Regions from separate parts of the Mus musculus genome. Here region 1 is linked to region 2. Evidence: chromatin contacts called from public Hi-C data. All regions are on one chromosome and are shown on one strand. Each heading gives the region's core, a stretch centred on a gene start, on an enhancer-like site or on the middle of the called end of the contact. The rest is flanking DNA. Distances are from core to core; before and after follow the strand shown.

What was found. Hi-C and Micro-C count contacts between places; a contact is called where the count stands out from the background.
Region 1: a contact with region 2 is called in a Hi-C map of CD8 T cells, with 4 times the contacts expected there. The contact joins the promoter of Sell here to the promoter of 4930523C07Rik in region 2. A contact is called at or near these places in 3 of 484 Hi-C or Micro-C datasets (CD4 T cells and CD8 T cells).

The regions. Positions count from the first base shown.
Region 1 is chr1:164,060,183-164,065,078 of GRCm38.p6, forward strand. It overlaps Sell (selectin, lymphocyte), which reads left to right and starts at 1,894. Exons shown (of 9, transcript NM_011346.2): 1 at 1,894-2,009; 2 at 2,871-2,952. The coding sequence starts at 2,007. It overlaps Gm51665 (a long non-coding RNA gene), which reads right to left and starts at 2,810. Exons shown (of 2, transcript XR_003948100.1): 1 at 2,748-2,810.
Region 2 is chr1:160,042,234-160,046,545 of GRCm38.p6, forward strand. 4930523C07Rik (RIKEN cDNA 4930523C07 gene) reads left to right here and starts at 2,147. Exons shown (of 3, transcript NM_001162896.1): 1 at 2,147-2,520. Gm37294 (predicted gene, 37294) reads right to left here and starts at 2,084. Exons shown (of 2, transcript NR_168324.1): 1 at 1,915-2,084.

The sequences.
Region 1 (4,896 bases), core at 644-3,143, 4.0 Mb after region 2:
ATGCTGATATTCCTGATTCTTACGCTGTGAATCCTGAGCTGAATTGCATCACTAAGTCTCCTGGTCCTTCACTTGCATACATACTTCCTGTTTTTCAGAAAGCCCAGTCATTGTTTCAGCCTCCTAAGTTATTGACGGAGCTGTTACACCCATGAACTTACATGACAAACACCATGACATGTATGTGCCAACACACACACACACACACACACACACACACACACACACACACACAAAAATATAAAATAGTAATAACAATAACAACACTACAAGTTAGCAGGTCATATTAATTACCTTTGAAAGTCTAAAATACTACAGAGATAGGCATGGTTATCTGAATGAGTTCAAGCCAGAAAGACCAGTAAACATTCCAACAAGCAAGACTACTTAGACTCCATAGATTATAAAGAAGCAAGCAAGCATGTGAAGTTGGGGGATATGTTGGTGAGTTTCCAGGGAATGACAAGCAGTGGGAGATGGGGGTGGATTAAGCACCAAGGAACTATGAAATTACTTAAGAACAAATACATTAAAAAATGAGACTAGTAATAGTTACTCCTCTGTAGCATTTTAGACTTTCTTTTTTATTATTATTATTATTTTGTTTTGTTTTAGGTTTTTTTTTCCCCCCGAGACAAGGTTTCTCTGTATAGCTCTGGTTATCCTGTAGACCAGGCTGGCCTCGAACTCAGAAATCTGCCTGCCTCTGCCTCCCAAGTGCTGGGATTAAAGGCGTGCGCCACCACTGCTCAGCTTTTTTTTTTTTTTGGTTTGTTTTTGTTTTTTGTTTTTGTTTTTCGAGACAGAGTTTCTCTGTAGCCCTGGCTGTCCTGGAACTCACTCTGTAGACCAGGCTGGCCTTGAACTCAGAAATCTGCCTGCCTCTGTCTCCCAAATGCTGGGATTAAAGGCGTGCGCCACCACTGCCCCATTTTAGACTTTCAAAGGTAATTAAGATGACCTGTTAAGTTCTAGTGTTGTTATTGTTGCTACTACATTATATTTGTGTGTGTGTGTCTGTGTGTATGTTGACACATACATGCCATTTTTTGTCATTATTACTAACTTTCTTACAGTTTAAATACTATTATGTCAGTGACTTCCTCCAGATTGCTTTTGAATGGCTGAATTCAAACTTTATATGCTGTCTTACCCTCTTCACACTTTCTACTCAAGGTATTTCTAGGTCCCCCAACCTCTCTAAGTTAGAGCCCTGGGATTTTATTTAGGATTTTGCTTTCAGAAGAGCCATTAACAAGGACTTCCACTAGGGGGTGAACGAGGAAAGAGGAAGGAGAGGAACTAAGTTGGGTCAAGTCTTCCAGAAAGCTCCCGAAGTTCAAGAGCAAGTGAACTAGCTCTGAAATAAGTTTTTAATCTATGGTACGACCAGGGTCCCCTACCCCATGGTCGGGAGTTTATAAACAAAACAAGGAACACAAAGGAAAGTGGGGTGGGAAGGGAGAAGAATGGAAGGGAAGGGAGGAGAAAAAAGGGGAGGGGAAGGGAAGGTAGAGGAGGGGAAGGGTAGGGAAGGGAAGGGACGGGAAGGAGGCATAGGTAACCAGAAAGGACTAAGAGGATGTGGGGAAGAATCCAGTTGCCATTGCTTCTTTTTTTTTTTTCTATTTTTTTTTTTTAATTTGGGGGATTATAATATAATTACAATATCTCTCCCTTTCCTTTCCTCCTTCCAAACTGGGGATATCCTGAGCAGGGGGCATAGCTTCTGGTCCACTACTGTGTTCTTGGGGCAAATGATTGAGCCCAGATTAGGAAAGGGGTGGGGAGAGAGAGATAGAGAGAGAGAGAGAGAGAAGAGAAAGAGGAAGAATTGGGGGCGGAGGATGTGAGGCTGGGCTGGAGAAATGAAAGAAAGCAAACCCCACTGGTGACATTGGCACATTCTTCCTGAGCGCAGCACGCCCTCCTTGTGCAAGAACTCTGAGCCCCAGGTGCAGGAGGCTGAGGCCTGCAGAGAGACTTGCAGAGAGACCCAGCAAGCCATGGTGAGCATCCCAGCCTATAAGAGATCTCTAGATATTCAAAATTTTCCTTGGGGTTGAAGAGGCAGGTGGCAAGGGGGCAAGAAGCTATCATTTCTGCGTTTAAGAAATATAGAAACCAACAAACAAGAACAAGAACAACAACAACAACAAAACCCCTACGCATGCTGTCTCAAGAAAATGACTCTAGACTCTTTCTTGCTGATTTTCTCCCTTGGTGTTTGCTTTGATGGAATGCTGGAAGGGGCACAGATAAGATTAGACCTTTGCGGTGACACAGAGTGACTCCCTGAGGAGTGATATACATCCAAAACTACAGTTTTAAGATGTGCAGAAAGCCTATGGCTTTGTTGTTTGAGTTATTAAAAATATATTGCTTCTTACTTGAAAAAAGCAATGCTTGCCTTTCCTGGCTTCTGGCTACATCATTCTTTCATATATTTGAGGTATGGCTCCTTCATGACCCAGCGTGAAAGGCAAATGTGAGTGTCACTGGTTCATTAGACCCCAAGAGCATTAAAAACAAGAGCATTAAAAAAATTAAGATTCTGTTTGATTTAAAGCTCAGTCGAAAAGTAGGTACAAAGAATACCGAAATATCGGAAAGCATAACATTAATCATGATCAACAACCTGGGACTGAAACCTGGAAGGAAAATGAAATAAAGTAGTGTACCAGTGTGTAATGAAGTAGATGCCATAATTTTCAGCCATGACACCCACCCCCCCCCAAATAGTTTACCTTGGATACGGTTGATAGTGGGCTGATGGGCTTTATCTGTGAATTGAAGAAGTGCCAGGGCACTGCCTCATGGTGCTATAAGTTTGCAGTTCAGAGTTTAAATATTTTGCACTTCATTTACAGGTGTTTCCATGGAGATGTGAGGGTACTTACTGGGGCTCGAGGAACATCCTGAAGCTGTGGGTCTGGACACTGCTCTGTTGTGGTATGTCCTTTGTTTTTGGCTAAGCCTTAGGCAGTGATTGTTCTTTTCTTAAATATTCATTGAAAGTACATAGTTGCAGGGAATACAATCAGGTAGATGGCTATTAATTCTTTTTTTTGTTGCTTTTTTGTTTTATTTTTTTTTTTGTTTTTGTATTTTTTATTTTTGGCTATTAATTCTTTTAAGGACTCTCATTCTTTCTCTGACCTTCAGAACTTTTCTGAGTCCCCCTAATACCAGCTTAGCATTGACATTCTCTAGTGATGTGCCCAAATCCTGATATCTACACAATAGTCCTCTGTTAGGAAGGAGTACAGTTAATTGACAAACCTCTAATAAGGCACGTTATGCTTATTCTACATTTCATTTTCTATTAATAGTTTGCTGTGCCCAAAATGAACTTCCACAGTCCAGAGCGTGGGCTGCCTGAGGGCTGGGGTTTTGTTTTTATTTTAGGGGCTTTTGTGTCTTTCTTTTGATGTTACATGTTTTATGCTTAAGCCTTAGAGACTCTTCATCAATAAATTTGAACCATTGTCTGAGCTAACTTATGTTAGCTCTCCTTCTTCTCTCACCTGGACTTTCAGCTCAGAACAAGTGAACACACCCTCTCTTTGTTTTTATAAATTTTTCTTTGCTTTTGAGAGTTTCATACATGCACAGTAAAGTATGATCATAATGATATGCCATTTCCCCCTTCAACAACACCATATACCCCCCAACACCCCTCCCAACTTCCTGTCTGTCTGTCTTTATTCCTTTTGTTTTTGATAACCTACTAAATCCAGTTAGCACTGCTCATAGGTGTACGGGTGTGGACCATCGACTGGTGCATGAAAAACCTAGCTGTGACCACACCTTCAAAAAGAATGATTCTCCCTCCCCCAGAAACTATTAACTGACAATAGCCCTTCAGTAAGGGGTGGGGCCTGAAGATCCTCTACCCCATCCACACTTGATCCTCCTCTAGGTTTTATGCAGCTGCAGAAAATCACAACTGCTACGAGTTCAAAACTGCATTAACCATGTCATGTCCAGAAGACAGTACTCCCATATTCCCCAACACTACTTCCCAGGCTTTGTGTCTCTTCTGCAATGAGCCTTGGTAGATGAGGGGTTAATATGAGCGTTCCATTTAGGGCTGAGTCTCTAATTCTCAGCATTTAACAGCTATGCATCTCTCCACTGGCTGCTATCTACTTCAAAAAGCAATTTCTCTGACCCAGGTGGAGAGCAGCTCAGGATGATTGGCTTAAGTATAAATATTTGGAAGGTATTTTTGATATGTCTTTAGAGTACTCACCTTATGAAGTAAAAACTCAGTGAGCTGATGGCTATGAAATCTTTTATCTTACTGTAAAATCATAGCTCACATAGGTCATGCCATTCTTAGAATGGCCAGTGTCATCAAGGTCACTGTGCACAATCATGTGTTTTACTTGGTTGCTTCAAATCCCTTATGCCTGAAGGCCCAGTTGTTAATTAGGCACTATTACTTAAATATCTTTGTATGTAGAACATGATAAAACCAATTGTGTGTCTTTTGCATCATCTTTATGTATGTTGTTCTTTCTGTACTATGAGTTTAGATACACAATTGGTCTATGTATTGAGGCTTTCCCAGGGCAGCTTCTTCTACAATAGAATACATTTTATGTTACAATAAAGTATTTAAAATTATGTTAATGTTCTGCCTGACCCTATTTTATTTTACTTAAATGAGAAATTTTATATCTGTACTGTGACATATAATAACAGTAACAAATATTAGCCTTTAGGAAGTTATCCCAGGATTAAAAAGTATAGTGTAGATTTTAAAGCTGTATTAAGTTATTCTTTAATTAATTCTTAGTGACATACATTTCTAAAGTAGGTTGGATAAATTACACTTCAAAGAATTTTGAGGAAGATCTTTCATTAAAAAAAATCTGCTAAGATATATTT
Region 2 (4,312 bases), core at 897-3,396:
TTCACAAATCTGCTATTTGGGGGCTTTCTGTTTCTTAATTAGATGTGTCAACGCTCCATTTCACTCCACTTAGAGTCCACTCACCTCTTGACTACCTTCAAAGATCCTTACCTCAAACAAGAAAGCTTTTAAAGACTGCACCAGCACCGTGGTTGCCTGGGGCCATTCATGAGTTCATATAAGTTGAGACTTCACCGCCAAAGGGGAGACACAGTAGGTGGGTGCTCTAACTTGTTTTCTCATAAGGGATGCGTCATTCACCCCAAAGGAAAACCTGCTGGCCAGATGCTCACTCATTACGTTAAAACATCAATAGACCCTGTAGCCTTGGCAACTCAATAACAGCCTACCAAGCATCTTGTCATCTAGTAAGTCCCTGATTTGACTGCCACAACGTCGCTGCTACTTGATAGGTTCTAGACTTTTTCTGGATCTGTCTTCCTGTGGACTAAGACAACATTGGGATGCCGCCCTACAGATAAGCATCTGGTTTTTGAAGTGCTGAGCTCATGGTGACTGCCTTAGGTTCTTCATTTCTCTGTGTTGTTGTTGTTTCTGGAAAGCATTGTGACCATCAGCCTAGCCTGTCCATAAAGTTGTTCAGGAAAGTATTTTCCACTGTCTTCCCCCCTGCTCAGCAGGTGTTAACCCAGAAGTTGTCCATAGAAGCCACTCTCTCTCCTGATGATGATATGGTGATGAGGGATAGGCTGGACTAGATAGAACTACTCAGACTCAGATCTCAACTCCACTATACATTAGCAATGACCTTGCAGAAGAAAGTTACTCCCCATCCTCAGGGGAAGGGGGCAAATTACATCTCACACAGGTCCGGTGTAGGTCCTGGGGGAGACTCGGTCTCCAATCACCGCACCGGGTTTGCACTTAAGGTTTCCTGTCATTCCCCAAGCCTGTCTTCCTCCAGCTCCCTGGTCCATTAGACCCTAGACCCCTGCTTCAGATTTGACACACAATGGAAGCCTTCCATCCACCACTAAATTGTTGGTGGAATCCATCTATAGCTGTCTCTTGCTAAAACTGTCTTCTTTCAGAGCCTGATCGTCCCCCTGCCCTACCCACTTAACCGTACTACTCCCACCCCCAACCCCACCCCCACAACAGATCACTTGGACCACTCTTCTTATTATCATTCAAATCTAGATCTATGTAGGGCATAGTGAAACACGTCCTTAAACCCAGCAAATTTCTGTGAGGCCAACCTGTTTCTACATTGTGAGTTCCAGGCCTGCCGGGGCTATATAGTGAGACTCGGTTTCAAAGGAACAACAACAGATCTAGATCGAGTTCTCTCTGTGGGATTTCTGGGGGAAAACCTCTACTTAATCTGCCTTTGGAAGAAGACTACAGGACCAACTATCCTTGGCATTTCTGGATGAATGCTGGGTTTTCTCTTTGGCCTTTCAACCCAGAGCCAGCTGGCTTCTCTTGAGTAAACCGGAACTCTCTTGTTTCCCGGTTGTGACAGTTAGCTTCACCAATCATTTTAATTCAGGCACCCAAAGGCCGAAGGACCCTATGGCTCAGGCCCAGCCACTGGAAAGCAAGCACCAGCTGCGCACCCTCCTGACACCTACAATCCAATGAGTAGAACCTCCGGTCTTTATCATGGCAAGATCTCTCAAGGTCATTCCGGGGAAGCCCCTAGATACTCCACAGCCGCTTCTGCCTATCACACCTTCCCAACTTCCCTGCAGAAGCCTTGGAGGCACTGAGCAAGCTCTCTACCACCCCACCTTTACATTTGGGGGCGGAGTTAGACAAACAAGAGATCTGAATATAAGCTCACAAGGAGTAAATAAAATGAAAAGGGAGAACTTTTGAAGTTAGTTGTCCCTGCCTCCTGCGCTCCTAACATCTCCAGGTAACTCCCATGGAGCGCACACACAAAGATACCTTGTCACGAGGCACCGGGGATTGCTCTCCCTTTAGACACCCCAGCCCTTTTCCTGGAAGGTGACTTTATTCCACAGCACGGGGCTGTTATTTTTTCCTTAGGCCAGGGTTGGGAGTTTACACCCCACGTCTCTGGGAACACTGGCGCGTCTGTGAGCAAAGTTGGCTCTGGCGTCCTGAAGGAGGCGTGCTCGGGGCGGAGGGGCAAAAGAACGTCACAGTGGGGCGGAGTGGGGACACTGGCCGGGAGACCCGGAGGAAGGACACCCGCGCTGCGTGTGCTGTGGCGTGTGCCTCCTAGTTTAAGGTAGGAGTTGGGCTGAGGAGAGACAGAGCCAGCCAGTCAGATTCAGGAAGTTGCGTTCCTGACCTCAGTAGCAGAGCTGGGTGCGGTGAAACCTCAGCCAGGGACGCAGGGGGCGCTTTCCTCCACATCACACTGGTGGCACCCACTGACCGGCAGCGCCGCCTCTCTCCCGGGACCTGGCAGTGGGAGGGAGAGGCAGGAGCAGGGACCCAGACCTCACCCTTGTGCCCAAGTCACTTCAGAGCACCGGAACAGAGCCAGCGGTCCCGCCGGCGGGAAGCCTTCCAACGGACCCAAAGGTGAGTTTCAAAACTTTCTGTATCGCTTTGTGCTGTTGTTTTCAAAATAAGTTTGGGAGCTGCCCCGCTGTGGAAGGGGACTTTCCCATAGAAGAGTGAATCCGCCCCTGAGAGAAGTGAGATAAAGGGGTTATTTCTAAGAAGCCGTTTGCACAGTTGCTTTCATTCTTTCCTCCTAGAGGTCTCTCACCTTCTCTCTGCTCCTGGCCTGACACATGGGCTCCTCTGGAGTTTGGGGTGGAGTTCTCAGCTCCAGTTGACACCAGCTGCAGGTAGGAGCCATTTGAAAAGGACCAGATGGACATTGTCTAAACGGGCAAAGTCAGTATTTGAGATGCTCCTAAAATCATACCCTCTGGGATTTAAAAACAAAACAAAACCAAACAAACAAACAAACTCATTCTAAAAGAAACTATAATTTCAATGGGGCTAAAAGACTTACCAGACTGAAAATGTGGCCTGGAGCCAAGGGGTGGAGTGAGATCTGTATGCCATTCTGAGTCTCTAGAGAGTTTGTGTGACACATTTTTTTTCCTGAACTTTCCCAACTCTCTAAATGGTCCTTGATCTTCTTCCCACCCAGAAAGGTGGATTGGAAAACACAGCAGGTCCTGTTTTGAAGGGCTATGTAGGAATGATTTGTGTAACAGTAGTTAAGTAAATGATAGCCGGATAGCTGTTGTTTTCAACACCAGTCCTGCCTATCTGAAAGGGAACCCAAAGCAAAGACTAGTGCTTGCCCTAATGAACACCAGCCAGCCAGCCATGAGAATCCGCAGGCCTGCTCTGCCCAGTCTGCTCAATGAGGAAGGCTAGGAATGCAGCACCCAAGCCACTCCAAGCTCCTGCCTGCCAAAGCCTTTATGCTACATCCACCATTGGAAAGAGAGAGAGAACCTGGAGCTAATTTTAGGGAATCTTCATTCTGAAGTATTGTTGGGGACCAAGAACAAGTCTTAAATGGACACGGGTGCATCTTGTTCTTAACCCTTTTACAAAGTTTATCAACGCCACCTAAAGAGCCCTGCAACTGAAAGGTACTGCTGCGTTAAACGCAGCTGTGTCTGGTTTGTTTGTGTTTTGTAATTTTTTTTAATTAAATTTTCACATTCTATAGTTATGGGTAGGATAGTTTTGCAAGGGTCTCTCCTAGCTTTGAGCTAAAATTCAGATCTATCAACCACTTAGTCTGATATGTCTTCCCTTGGCCTGGTACCTCCCTTCTTCTGAAATTCTGCCTCCCCTTCTATACCCATGACACCGTTCTAGGAAAGAGGCCCATTACAAAACAACATTTCGGGCACTGTCAACATTTTGCCTACAGAATCAAAAGAGGTGAAAGCCACAGGATCAAACCCAAGAAGATAATAAACAGTCAGCAGGCTTCTGCACCAGTTTTAACGTGGAAGGGGCACACTCATTAGCTAAGCATCACTGTACCTACTGTGTGTTGGGCAATGTGCCAGGGCTATGGAATCTAAGGCGATGATGTAGTTTGTACTTTCAAAGAGCCACCAGACTGGCAAATAGACACTAGGAAACAAACCACAGTTCAGAGCAATGTACATTATATAATAGTAAAAAGTGAAACCATACAAAGGATGGAGCAATGGTCGTCTGGGAAGACAGCACTTCAGAAGTGGTGCACAATCAAGATCTTGAATATGACTAGCATTTCCCAGGGAAGAGGTACTGTGGGCAAAGAAAAGGCTTTCCCGAAGTCAACACAGGAGCAGCATGGAATGGGGATTTGTCCTCTCCTGCCAAGAGCGGAATGTCTTTCAAGGCATAC